Regions from separate parts of the Callithrix jacchus genome. Here region 2 is linked to region 1. The links are chromatin contacts, called in public Hi-C maps. All regions are on one chromosome and are shown on one strand. The core of a region is the stretch at or near the end of the contact, and the rest is flanking DNA. Distances in the headings are between cores, read along the strand shown. Region 1 overlaps NHSL1 (NHS like 1). Region 2 holds the start of CCDC28A (coiled-coil domain containing 28A).

What was found. A called contact is a pair of places that touch in the nucleus more often than the background predicts.
Region 2: a contact with region 1 is called in a Hi-C map of skeletal muscle, with 6 times the contacts expected there. The contact joins the promoter of CCDC28A here to the enhancer-like site in region 1. A contact is called at or near these places in 3 of 3 Hi-C or Micro-C datasets (induced pluripotent stem cells and skeletal muscle).

The regions. Positions count from the first base shown.
Region 1 is chr4:145,199,694-145,206,764 of calJac240_pri, forward strand. It overlaps NHSL1 (NHS like 1), which reads right to left. Exons shown (of 8, transcript XM_008995154.5): 6 at 2,759-6,028; 7 at 2,096-2,228. Among named protein-coding and RNA genes, the nearest start is that of HEBP2, 28 kb to the left of the region's middle. Within about 2 kb of position 3,833, at least 3 of the 16 cell types and tissues checked have an H3K27ac peak or open chromatin away from gene starts, as enhancers often do. A contact at or near this core is called in skeletal muscle, where this site is marked.
Region 2 is chr4:145,550,886-145,557,956 of calJac240_pri, forward strand. CCDC28A (coiled-coil domain containing 28A) reads left to right here and starts at 3,971. Exons shown (of 6, transcript XM_002806733.6): 1 at 3,971-4,104; 2 at 6,300-6,499. The coding sequence starts at 6,342. LOC108591313 (a long non-coding RNA gene) reads right to left here and starts at 3,935. Exons shown (of 3, transcript XR_013534580.1): 1 at 3,699-3,935.

The sequences.
Region 1 (7,071 bases), core at 2,583-5,082:
AACACTGATTTAAAAACTAATTACTTCAATAAATATAAAAACTTCACACCTCAACTGGTGTTCTACATTTTCCATCTGGCTTTAAATCTGAAGCGAATTAATTTGCATTATAAAATCTGGAAGCTGTGTTTCAACTTAGATATTCTTTATTTTAAATTATGAGCTTATGTGCTGAAGGACATAAAAATAAAGCCCTAAAAAACACAGACAGTAGATAGGTTTTTACTATGTCTGCTAATTTATTCTCTACACTACAACAGAAATTAGCATGTGTCCTCGCGCTCTCTCTGCAGTCAGTTCCTAAGGCCTAGTTGGCTTTTACTTCTCTCATGCGCACACTGAATACTACAAACTGACCAATTTCTACATCTGCAGTCGATGTAATGCCCTAGTAATAAAAACCACACATTTTTCAGTGCCTTAAGAAGGTTGCCAAAATATAGAAGAAACCTTTGGCATATTTTTGGGAAAAAATATGCAGTAATTCGGACCCACAACAGTTGGGTTTCCTCACTAGAACCAAGTATTTAGTACATAGAACAACCAGGCAATGCAAATCTTCTCTGTAGATGGCTACTATAAATAGCTAAATGTGCCTGTATATTTAGCAATTCAGTGCATTCCATACTAAATGAAATACTTTGAATCTTGGAAGAATCTTCTAATGGTTAAATACCAGTTGGTTTTATTTAATTCAGGAAATATTTATTGAGTGCTTATTATGTGTCCAGCATGGTTAAGAGTCAGAAACATCTGTGGGAACTTCTAGAATTGCCACTAAAGTTTCAAAGGATGGATCACTGATCATTTCTCTGTTTTGAGAAATAATTGGATAACTACTGTTTTACTTCTAATGAGATTAACAAAACCAGCCCATGTTAACGGAGGTAGTCTTTAGGATCTATTATACCAATACTAGAGGAGCGATGTAAAGAGCATAATTATTCACAAGCACATTAATTCACCAGCTTCATTATCCCCACACCAAGTTAGATGCTTATGTGTCGCATGGAGAGTTTCCGGTAGGTACAGCACTATGTTTTTCATCTTATGCATTAGTCTTTTCAGTGAGATTCCAAGAATAAAGAGTGCTCATAGAAGATCATTCACACACAGAATCAAATGATTCCTATAGAATCAATCATTTGATTCCTATAGAATCATTTGATTCTTTGTTTCAGGAGGTTAAAAAAAAAAGGATCTTCATTCAAAGCAAAATAAGGCCTTGGCAACATAAGGACATTCATTAGAGTTACCTGGAAACACCGTGGTAAAGAGGTCTAGAAGGAAGCCAAAGGCTTAGTAGCATTATGGCTTCAAGTACTTGCACATAAACCGTCATCAGTTCTCACAGTGGCACTGTTGTGGGAGTGCTCAGCTGTTTACAATCAGAAAAGTGTCGCGATAAATAAAACTTTAGTGCTAAATCATATTCACTCTTAAAGATGAACATACATAAAAACTGTAACCACTCAGGCCATTATTTTGAAAATTTTATCCTTTTTTGTTTTTAAACCCAAAGATTTCTGCTGCCAGTAGATGGCACTCGTGGTATACAGCAACAAGCACACATCACTCTTGTTCCTGCTCAAAGAGACGCACTCTTTTATAGAAACATTTAAGCAGCCAAAGAAACGGCACTGTATAATCGTGGTTTTTCTGTAAAATGGAAAAAACAATACTAAACTAAAACCTCCTGAGGAGGAGAGTCCCGTGGAGCTGTCTGTGCATTCTGAATCCACAGAACGCAGCATTCCTCACCCCACCGCACTGTCAGTGCTTTAACCCCACTCTTGCTAATACTCTGTCTTATGACTGCCACGCTGCACTCCTTGCCAGGAAGAGCAGCGCCTACCAGAAGGTATCACATTGAGCCTCTGTCCCCAATGTCATAAAAATCAGTGAGACAAAGTGAAACAGAAATTGGACTCAGAGGAAATAAAACTATAGGAACCCACTAAAAAATCAACAGTAAAGTTAAGGAGTCATGATTGGGTGACAGAAGAAACTGTAAGGAAGAAAAATAAATCGAGGGGCCACTTGGAAAGAAGGAATTATAAAGTAGATTAAAGTCAGAGGAGGGAGTGTGAACTACCTGTGAATAGCTGCAAAAAGGTCTTCTGTGGTCCTGGGCCGACTGGGGGTCATCACCTCATCACTCCCGTCGTCCTTGAGGAAGTCACAGGCCTCCGAGGATGAACAGGCTGCACTGGCCTCCGGTACCCCAGCTATGGAAAAGCAGGCAGGCACGCAAGACGCTCAAGTGACTACAATTTCAGTCCGCAGCCAAGCTTCTAAATATGCTGCTTCCCTGCCATTCCTGACAATGTGAGAACCACAGGGAGATGCCGTGGGTCTGTAGTTTGATAGTTTACAAAGACGGGGAAAAATGACACTAGCCTGAGAGCCAGAGCTCATTCTTTGTTAAAGTATAGAACGCCTAGGGCATCTCTCTTAAATTTTGTTGCAACGGTTCTTGGGAGGTGTTACCCACTGCTATTTAATACCCAGCCTGCTGCAGATTATCTCCATGCCCCTATTTTCTGCCATTCCTTTAGGTCTAGATATTAAAAATAATAACAAAATGCAAAGCTGGTAACTTAACCTGTTTTAGCACAGGAAGCCCACATACTGCTAGTTTTCACATGACTTTGATCTACCTGGGTTCTTTCTACATGTGAGCATTCAACAACTCTATCTGGTTCAGCTGCATATGGGCAGAGGGCACAGGAGAGAGAAGCCAGGAAGCCAGACTCACCTGCTCCGTCCTGTTGAGACAGGCAGCTCTCCCCATCGCCCCCAGCATCTGCACTGTTCTCGGCTGGCTCTTCCTGCTTGGGAGCCGGTGAGACATTGGGCTGTACCATGGGGACATTGGCTTCCACTCTGTCGGGGGACACGGATCCTGCAGCTCCTCCCTTAAGAACCGAGGTGCCAGGGTGCGTGGCATGAGAGCCAGCTTGGGCTGCAGAACTCTCTTTTGCCTCTTTGCCATACACAGAGTCTTCCTCTCCCCTCGTGGGGCTGGGCGCGGCTCGGAGGGCTTCGCTCACGTTCTCTGCGGGCTCCACTGCAAAATCTTTCTGCGGAGGTGGTACCACCAGGAACAGTTTGGGCTTCTTGGAAATGGGGGGTGGCTTCCTGCTGGGTGAAGAGTCTGGGAGTGGGGTGGTGCTGGGGCTGGGCCGAGCCTCTGCCTCCCCAGCGCTCGGAGCTCCAAGGCTGCTGTGCTCGGCCACACTGCCATGGTCACCCTGACTCGAGCTCTTGGCAGGCGTTGGAAGCAAGCTTGTCACAGAGGCAGACTGGCTTTCACTCTCCATTTCATTTGTGCTATTTCGGGATTTCAGGAAAGCAGATGGCTTTAAGTGGTACTGTGGAGCGACCGGAGTTCGTTGTTCCCGAGCTGCTTGTTCAGACAACGGTGCTGCCTCGGCACCCAAGTTCTTTCTCACGGGCCTCAACTGCACCATTTGCAATGCTTCTGTGGTTATCAGGGGCATCGGGGGCCTGCTGGTCTCCTCCTTGGTAGAAGGCGGCCTCAAGAATCCCTGGGAGGACTCTGGCTGGCCAGAATTTGTGAAAGAAGGCCTGGTGTCTTTCATGAATTTGGGGTCAAGAGGTGGGGCGGGTGGGGGCTCTGAGGAAGGTAAGAAAGGTGGGGGTAATGGCAAGGACACAGTTGAATCTGGAAGAAGGGGGCTCAGTGCAGTGGGGGGAGGAGAAAGGCACCAATCAGGTAGGGAGCAGAAAGCAGTGAGAGCTTCTGGCGGCGGAGGGGGGAACACAGGAGAGTGAGGCAGAGGAGGGCCCTGGGAACAGTCTGCAACAGGAGGTGGAGGAGGAAAGAAAGGAGACCTGTCTGCAGGACAAGGGGATGGAGGAGAGGGAACAGGAGGAGGAGGAACCAGGGGAGAGCCCACAGCTGGATCCAGCTTCTTCACAGTGCCACTCCCTTCGTTAGAAGTGTTAGAGGAAAGAGAAGTGGACGACGACGAAGTGGATATTGAAGATATCAGAGAGGACTTCCTTTCTGGTACCTTGGGCTTGGGCTTCCCCTTCCCATTTGCTGGTGACATTGATTTTAAAAACAAAGGCACAGGGGTGAGTGCTGTGGGTGTATTTGACTGGCTGGAATACCCACTGGATGGAGAAATCACTCTGTGTGACTTCTCCGGTGACATGATCTTTGGTTTGACTGAAGCACTGGGCACTTGGGGCATTGTGGCTCTGGACCCTTCTTGGACATGGCGGACTGGCCCGTTCCCAGTGGGCGCCCCGTTGCTGGCTGAACAGCCCCCTGCTGGGTTCCCCGGATCTTCCTGCATGCCCGTGTAGTCAATGTAGTAACCCCAGGGGTCTGTGTACTCTGACTTGACGCTGCTCGTGTCACTCTGCGATGGTGTGACCCCACACAGGGAGTAGACATTGGGGGTGGTGGCAGACGTCATGCTGCTGCCAGCACTGACTGTGCTCTGGCTCCGGGAGCGGGGCAGCCAGGGCTCTTCCAAGTCACTGCAGGGGCTCTGGGATGGCGAGCTGCCACCCTTGCCTGGGAGGCTCAGCTGCAGCGAATGCTGGAGTGTGGCGATCAGGCTCTCGCTAAGCACCTGCCCGTTGGACTGGCTGCTCTTCTTGGGAATCCTGCGGAGGGAGTCTGTCCGGGAAGGTGGCAGGGGAGGCTTCTTTGCTTTTTTCAAAGAGATGCTTCTTGACAGGGATTTATCCTGGTAATTGGATCGGTCCCCCTGGTTTTTCTGAGCTCTTCCATCAAAAACATTGACCACACTGTGCCTGGGGTTCCCAAAGCCATCGCTGCTATTGCACAGATTCCCAGATCCATGTCCAGAGTCAGCATGCAGAGATGTGCAGTAGCCATCGTGGTCCTCAGAATACAGTGACCCAGCATCCTCTTTGTTGGATGTTTGGTCCAAACTGCAGCTGCTCATGTTACTTGTGGGAGTGGAGTAGCCAGGAGTTGCTAAATGTGGCTTCAGGGGTGATGCCCTTCCATTACCTGAGGCTTTGTATTCCCAGGGCTCCAAGCTGCTGTGTCCTCCACCCCCTGAATAACTAGATTCACTCTTGCCATCCACATCTTGGGGGTGGGCTGGGAAGGCCAGGTTGTTTCTACAATTATATGGCATGGCTTGGGACCCATTCTCCCTATTTGCTGGAGCATTTAGAGAGACTGCCGAGTCACAGAGGGACAACAGTGTGGGTGCACCAGAGGACTGAGGGTCTAAGGCCTGTGAAAGCATGGTGGTGTGACCCTCATTCCAGTGGCGACTGGGAGACTGATGATCATCTCTCACAGCATGCCTGGAGATGAGGTGGTCTCTGGATTTTATCTTTGCATGCAATGAGCTGGAACTTCTACTTTCCAGCTGCCCTGCGCTCTGAGCAGTGTGAATAGCGATAACCTCGGAAGAGGAAGACAGTTTGGCATTTGGGATGATGCTGGTGGAGTAGGCCGCATGAGGAGAAACCACACATGCTGGGCTCGTGACATTTTCACTCTCAAAATGCCTTAGCTCCTGGGATTTGGGTCTCATAAGTGTTCCAGTCCTTGAGGCACCTCCTAAATGGCCTGAGTTTTCATCTGCTTGTGGGTGACCTCTCTGGTAGGGGAAAGTACCATCCATGTCTCCTGCGGGGCCCAGGGGACCCAGCCTCGGCTCAAGAGACTGAATGTTCGCCCTTGCTCCAGAACGCGGAAGACTGTGGAAGCCAGCATCACTGTTGAGGCGGGAAGGGAATACAATCCCTGCAGAATCGCTCAGCACAGACATGTTGCCAGAGGAACCTGAGAAGTGGCCCATCTGGGCAGCAATGCCTTGTCCCTTCTGTGCCCTGATTCTCCTCATGGAAGGTGGTACGACCTTCACTTCCTCCGTCTGACAGCTGGAGTCCCTGGTTTCTGAGCGCTGCCCAGCAGACCGATAGCTATCAAACTTTCCCAGCGTCGAGTAGTGATCGGGGGTGTATACCGAGTGGCCACCAACATCATCTTGGCTAATGCCCGATGCTGGAGATAGAGCAAAAAGAGGCTTGTTACCTGAAAATAAAATCCATAGTTCATCACCTGTACCCTCATCCCCTCTGACAAAATATAAAAATTTTTTTTCTATTTAATTTCCTTTCTCCTGTAGGTACCTAAATTTAAAGTTACTGATAGCTCTAAAATAAAAATCCTTGTCATAAATTTCAGGTACTTCTCTTAATTTGTACTTCCAGTCCTCCTGTGGCTTAAGTGCTGCATATGGAATTCTCAGGCAATCCTTGAAGATCAAGGCTGCTGAGGGCTCAGAGGAGGATTTACTTTTAAATAACCACCTTGCCATAAAGTCTTCAAGGTAGCCTTTTGCCCAGTGGGTGACTCTGCACAGAGCGTCTATCAGGCAGTGACGCATCTTTCCCAAAGGCAGATGAATGTGGTAATTGAACAATAGGGCCACAGAGGTACCATGTTTGAGGGGTACTGGTATAAAACAGTGTTAATTACATTAATTCTTTATGTCAGAAGGAAATTCTAAGGCAAAGAAAATTGATTTGCAGGCCCATCTGTGTTCCAAACATTTCATTATCCATCTGAAGCCATTCTCTGTCTGTTGGTGACATTCAAAATTCAAAAGCAATCTGTTGTGTTCTGGTGGGGGAAACCGGCAGGAACTGATCCAGTGAACATTTCCTCAAATTAGGGTGATTTATTCGTTTGAGTTTTACAACCAAACAGAGAATAGTATGTTAAAAAAAAAAAAAAAGACAAAAAGAAAGAAACACAAGAAAGGGCCAACAGAGAGGGACATGGACGAGGTAAACCTTAAGTGTAGATAAAGTGTTAGATTTCAAGCTACCCCAGAAAGAACAGAGCTTACAAGAAAAAAAAAAATCACAAAGACAAGAACTTACCCAAAGTATACTGAGAAAAAAAGTCAATCCTCAAGACAAATCAAATCTTTAAAAACAGTAGTGAAACAACAGCTTTCCCATGTTATCTCCATCCAACAAAGACCCAAGAACATCTATCTCAACAAGGGCTTTGCCGAGCAATGTGACTCAAGCACAACC
Region 2 (7,071 bases), core at 2,721-5,220, 350 kb after region 1:
AATAAAATGTGAAAAAGCTTATGATGGCTGGGCACGGTGGCTCACGCCTGTAATCCCAGCACTTTGGGAGGCTGAGGTGGGCAGATCATGAGGTCAGGAGTTCGAGACCAGCCTAACAGACATGGTGAAACCCCGTCTCTACTAAAAATACAAAAATCAGCCGGTGTGGTGGTGCAAGCCTGTAATCCCAGCTGCTCAGGAGGCTGAGGCAGGAGTATCACTCGAACCCAGGAGGCAGAGGTTGCAATGAACCGACATCATACCACTGCACACTCCAGCTATAGTGACAGAGCGAGACTTTGTGTCAAAAAAAAAAAAGTTATGACACTTTTGATTCCAATGGAAATTTGAATATATACTGCATATTTAATAACATTAATCAACTGTTACTGGTTAGGAATAATAAAGGCATTGTGGTGAAATCTTTAAAAGTTTTAATCTTTTAGCAATCTATATTAAAATAGCAGGGATTAAATTATATCTGAGATTACTTCAAAATAATACTAGAGAGGAAAAAATATCAGGAGAGGGGCATTTTTTTTTTACAGGTTTCATGTGAATACATATTTATCAGATAAACATTACAGGTCATCACATTATCTAACTACACACAGCTTTGCAAGACTAGGAATCACAGTTTTTTGACCAAAGCACACAAATGCATTGTATATACAATGTACAAGGACAATGACAGTGTCTGCATGATTTACTTCTAGCTGCACTTGTGGGTGTGTTTACGTGTGTCCATGTGAATCACCTGAGATTATATCAGAAATTGGTAAGTATACATTGTTATAATTTTCTTCTAAAATCCCTGTGTCTTTTCTTATCTTCATAGCACCCTAAGAAATAACAGAACAAAAATTCCATTTCACAAAGGGTCACAGTCAGCATCCCTGATATCAAGGATAAGTGACATCATTGGCCAGGGGTTAATGGCTGGATGATAGGTTCATTATATTCTTCTGTCTTCCTCAGTATATATGTTTGAAATTTGCCATAAGAAAAAAATATATTGTTTTAAAATAAAGATTTCTGGGCCCCCAGCAGATTTTTCTCTCAATGGCTCTCTACTGTCATTACTAGGAAATTCTCCAATAGTACTCCTCCTTACCTACCTATACTATAGGATATATTAGTACTGGGAGGCAGGGGAAGGGGCTTTTTAATCAAAGCTCCCATTCTAAATATCATCCTTAGGAAGAAAGTATCTGATTGGAGTAATTTATACAAGGTATGCATTTAACAGTTAATCTAAAGGACGAATGTTTGCAGTTTAAAGGAATTAAAGGAAATCTAGAAAATCTGAAAGATCACTTCTTTCAGGGAGGAACTCTAGATTTTAGATTGAAGAAATCACACTTGAAATTTACCTCTACAACAACTCTAACTCACGTCACCCTGTGCCTAGTTCAGTACAATCCCACCACACTAACCTTCTGCTTCCTCAAGCATGCTAAAGTTCATTTTGCCTGACAGCTTGCATTTGTACCATATGTTTTATTCAAGGATGCTTTTCTCTTTTTTTCTTTTCTTTTCTTCTTGTGATAAGGTCTCATTTTGTAACTCAGACTGGAGCACAGTGACATGATCATAGCTCACTGGGCTCACTGAGCTTTGATCTCCTGGGTTCAGGCAGTCCTCCCACCTGAGCCTCCCAAGTAGCTGAGACTACAGGCCTGCATCACTAAGCCCAGCTAATTTTTCTATTTTTTGTAAAGACAAGGTTTTGCCATGTTGCCTAGTCTGGTCTCAACTCCTGGGTTTAAGCTATTTGTCTGCCTCAGCCTCCCAAAGTGCTGGATTACAGGCATAAGCCACTGTGCCTGGCACGCAAGGATGCTTTTCCTTCAGATCATTCCATTGCTGGCTCATACACTTCATTCTTATCTCTACCTCAAAGCTGCACTTTTGGGAAGGCCTTCCCTCATACTTCTTCAATACAAACTCCTTTTGACCTTAAGCTGTTACTTCAGGACTCTTATCTCACTACATTATTTTATTTGTTTACTACTTTATTGTCAGTCTCTTATATCAGAAATATAAGATCTCTGACTATGAAGTTCTTGTACCTTTTGTTGATAGATGCATCCTAACTTCCTATCACAGGGTCTAGCTAATATAGGTTAAAAAAATAGGTATTCAAAACCTGAATACCTATTTCTGAATATCTGAAATATGTACATTTAGAAGGGTACTTTCCTGTGTCCCTACATCATTTGCAGATTGTAAACACAAATGCTACAGGGCTCAGATGGGTACTAAAGGCAAAGAAAAATTATAGCACTTGAACTGATCTAAAGGAGGCAGATGCTTTTCAGCTTGAACCATTGTTGCCAGGCTACAATGCAGATATAATGTGGTCAGATCTTCCCATTAACTCATGAGATGCCACAGATCCATTTTTTTATTCTTTCAATTTTAACTGTTAGCAACCAATTGGAAAAAAAGTAGCATGTGAATCACCAGTTGCAAGCTCTGTTCATACAAGTAAGACAATTCGAGATTAATTAAAAGGAGAAACTGGGAAAAGACACCGAGAAGACTTTACAGTAGTATGCTTAGTGGGGAAAAATGGGAAACAACCTAACATCCATCTCTATGGGTATTCCCAAATAATTTGTGGCAAACTTATTTGATTAAGTCTAGCTATATTTATCAATATGGCTAGATCTCAAAAACAGAGTTGGGTAAAAAAAAATCAAATTGCAGATCAATACACAAAATATAATAGCATTCGTGTAAAACTTCGAATGCCCAAAACCATTCTACATATCATTTATAAGACATAATAATAGTTTAAGTATAGAAACCTAGATTGGCAAGATACGTATCAAATTCATGATCCTGGTTGCCTCTCAGGGTGGTAGAGTGGAACTGAGAATATGGGACACCTGCCTTATCTGTAATGCTCTATTTCTTTCATTCATAAATCTGTTCGTTCTGGATAGTGGGTAAGTGTTCACTCTGTGCTTTTCTTTTTAAAACATTTCAGATTAAAAAAAAAATTCGCGGGTGGTAGAAGAACACCCTATCCTAGAAGCCAGGAGACTGGAGTTGTCTTTGCTCTGCCTTTTCTAGCATGGATACAATCTCAAGATACAGTTTCCCATTAGCTAATGCGGGGGGAATATGTGGTGTTCCTTCAGTCTCTTCAATCCAAGGCCCTGTAAATCTAAAACCTTCCCACCTCCCACTCCCACACCGGGACGGCAACCCAGACCAGGCAATGAAACGTGGATTTCTTCCCTCCTTTAAGATAGAGCTCTTTCTCTCAGCCTGCAATTCCTTTTCCAGAGGCTGTAAGCATAATGGAAGTAGAACTGTCTTTGGCGACAGAGAAGACACCTGCATCAATGAGACTTTCTCAGCCTCAAATTCCCCATTTCTAAAACGGGGATTATAACACCTACCTATAAAATTCTAGAGAGGTTTAGATATAACGTTAAGTCTAGGGCCCGACCAGAGCAGCTATTAATAGTGATAGCAGACTCTCATTTAGGGGCTCAGCATCACGGTCGCTGAACAGAATCACACTTTTCCCACTGCCTTGGAGCCTAAGTTAGTTTAGCCGCGAGAATTCCGGGCAACCAATGGAAAACAATCATGGAACAGTTGAAAGGCGACACTCTGGTTCTGCCTTCCGGTTTGCTCGAACAGCATTCTGGGAATTGTAGTTCATGGGATCTGACACTCACCGAGGGGCGGAGTAGCTTCCGGGAAGGGTACTGCATTTCCCGTTTCTACCTCCACTGCACCCGTTTATTGCGTCTTGCTTCTGGGTCACAGAGACTAGAAGGACACTCCCAACCATGAGTCTTCCTTTCTATGCGCGCCGGAGTTACAGCTGAAGGCAGGACAGGAGAAGCAATGAAATGCCAAGGGCGGAGACACAAGCGACGATGGGGGAGTAGGAAAAGGCGGGGCTTCCGCCTGGGGCATGGAGGCTCCTCCTTCTCACGTCACTTCCGTAAACAAAGGGAGCTGCGGAGGCGCGGGTACCGGGATGTGATCGGGACCCTACCTGGGGCTGCTGCGGTGGCGTCTGAAGCTGTCGGGTCTTTGCGGGTTGCGGAAGGGGGCCCCAATCCCCTTCTTCTTCAGGTATGTAGTGGAAGCAAAGAAACTTACGCAACTTGCCCCTTTAGGCCTTTCCCACCGCTGTGGTCACTGCCGGGTACCCGGCGGTGAAGAGTCATCGCTTCGGCAGATTGGGGAAGGGGAATGAAGTGATGTCAAGGGGGATTCCCAGTGGTCCTGCTTGGAGGCAAGATCTGGCACTTAAAACCAACGTGTGAATAAGTAACTGTGAGCAGTTTACTTAAGCCTTCTTTAAAAAATTCTTTGCTGTTTAATATACAAGAAGGGTTTCGGTGCTCTTGTGACAGATGTGACTTTCCAAAAACGAGTAAATCGGGAGTGCTGGCTCCCCAGAACATTGTGGTTTAGAGCAACATTAGTTTGCTTTACTTCCTAGATTTTTTTTCTTCTACCACCAAGTGTGTATTAACATCGTTAAATTTCAGGCCAGCGTGTTTATGCGTATCTTAAGTTTTTACAGATCCTTGACTCTTCAGAGAACTAATAACCCATCGTCTCTATTCAGTCATCTTTCAAAGTTCTATTTAATTTGTGCTTCATGTTGGGACAACCCCAGAATTACTGTTCTGCTTCCAAAAGTGTGTGGGTTTTTTTTTTCTTTTTAATTTTGTTATGTTTTGTTTTTTTCCTGAGACGGAGTCTCGCTCTGTCGCCAGGCTGGAGTGCAGTGGCGTGATCTCGGCTCACTGCAATCTCCGCCTCCCTGGTTCAAGCGATTCCCCAGCCTCAGTCTTCTAAATAGCTAGGACTACAGGCATGCACCACCAAACCTGGCTAATTTTTTGTATTTTAGTAGAGACGGGGTTTCACCATGTTGGCCAGGATGGTCTCGATATCCTGACCTCATGATCCGCCCGCCTCAGTCCCCCAAAGTGCTGGAATTACAGGCGTGAGCCACCGCTCCCGACCCAAAAATGCTCCTTAAAAGAAAAATTGTTAACCAAGGTTTAAGTGGATTTACAATTGGTATCTGGGATTAGAGACTGGGCATTGGAGCCTTTCCCAGAAAGCTCTTCTTTGGGGGTATTGTAGCTGCAGTTGTGATTGTCTAGCGTCAGCCAATTTAAGGTCAGTGGTTTCAATTCCAGTGCCAGTGGCGCTAAGTCCAGGCAAAAGCAAAAAAAAAAAAACTATTTTCATTAAATTTCTCAAATAATTATTGTAAGCGACAGCAATGTGTTTGAATCTTTTTGAATGGTCATGGCATGCTTAAATGAAACACAACATGCAAAATACAGCCAATGTTTCTTTAGACAATTTACAGTCTGATGAGGTAGATAGCCATATAAATTCTTCATCTTATGTTACATGAAATAATGAAGAAAAATTTAACATTATGCACAAATAAAATCTGGAAGGGTATTTAAAAATAGATGGATGTTAGAAAAATAGAGCTGATTAATACATAAAGTAAGGGGACTATATAAGGATAAACAGGAGGCCTTACACATATTCCCCATGAAAGGGCCCTGCATAACTTCACATTGTTAACTTTTTTAATATGGACAAAACCAAATATATATCATAAAATTCATGTTTGTTTGGAAATGGTTAGAGAAGGCATATTCAAAATAGGCAAGGAACAAGTTTGATTTTCTAGAACTTCACTTGATTACCCAACTAGAATCAGTATTAGCGCTAGCTAGAAACTGAGTTTCTGTTTAGTAGTTGAACTAAGGCTTCTAGTTGCTTTTTAAAATGCTAGCAAAATCCCCCTGACAATTTTACGTCTGTTTGAATCTAGTTGGTTCTTCTTGAGCATACATTTTGGGAGAGAGACCTAAAGGCTATCTGAAGCTTGAATCAGGCTGGGAATATTATGTGAATCATTTGTTTATTGTTTATATATTGTTCCCCTTGTAAAATGTAAGCTTCTTGAGGGCAAGGACTTTGTTTTGTTCAGTGCCCTCTCCCCAGTACCCACAATAGGTCTGGCTTGTGGAAGAGAATTAGTAAGTATTTGTAAGATGAGGGAATAAAGAAATGGCAAAAGCAAACAAACAAAAAACTTGTCTACCAGACAATTTTGCTGGCAGCTTATGGGTACATAGTAGAGTAAACTTAAGAGACCCATTTTCTAACATCTTGTGCCCTCTGGAATTCTTGATCCTCTTTTGACCTGTGAAATGGGTCTTTGAGTTTCTTACATGTTTGTATAGTATAGTATACATATATAATCGTTGTATTTCCTTACTTAGGTCTTAAGAAGCTGGCCGTGGTGCAATAAGGAACTTAAAACAATGGAAGAGCGGAAAGTGAAGAGGAGGAGTCCTAAGTCTTTTAGTGCCCACTGTACTCAGGTTGTCAATGCCAAAAAAAATGCCATTCCAGTGAGTAAAAGCACAGGGTTTTCCAATCCTGCATCGCAGGCAGCTTCACAGCGGCCAAAATTAAAAAGGTGAATTCTCTTCTTTTTACATGTTCACAGTAAAATGTCGCTGAAGTAAATCCTGACTCAACTACTCCTTCAAACATTTTTTTGGTCTTGGCTTGACTTTTAAAACAGTTAAGGCATCTATTATGTGTGAGTTAGAAGAATAATATATGAAAGTTACTGTGTATAGAGATTGGAAAATGCAAAATGAACTATTGGTTTGAAGGCCCTTACTTTGTCTCATATTAAAATATACAGAACAAGAAAACTTGCTGACCATGTTGATGAACTAGTCAGAAATGGGAAAAGGGAAAAGGTGAAATAAAGTCAGCAGGGTTTTTTGTTCTCTCTCTCTCTCTCTCTCTCTCTCTCTCTCTCTGTCTCTCTCTTCACTAAGCTGAGTGTTTGTGCTTTGGTAGTTTTTTTAAATTTATTTTTAATTTTACATATGTATATATTTTAAATATGAGGTCTCACTGTTGCCCAGGCCAACCTTGAACTTCTGGGCTCAAGGGATCTGCCTTCCTCAGCCTTCTGAGGGGCTGTGACAGCAGGTGTGTGCCACCACACCCAGCTTGCAGTTTTTATTTCTAAAA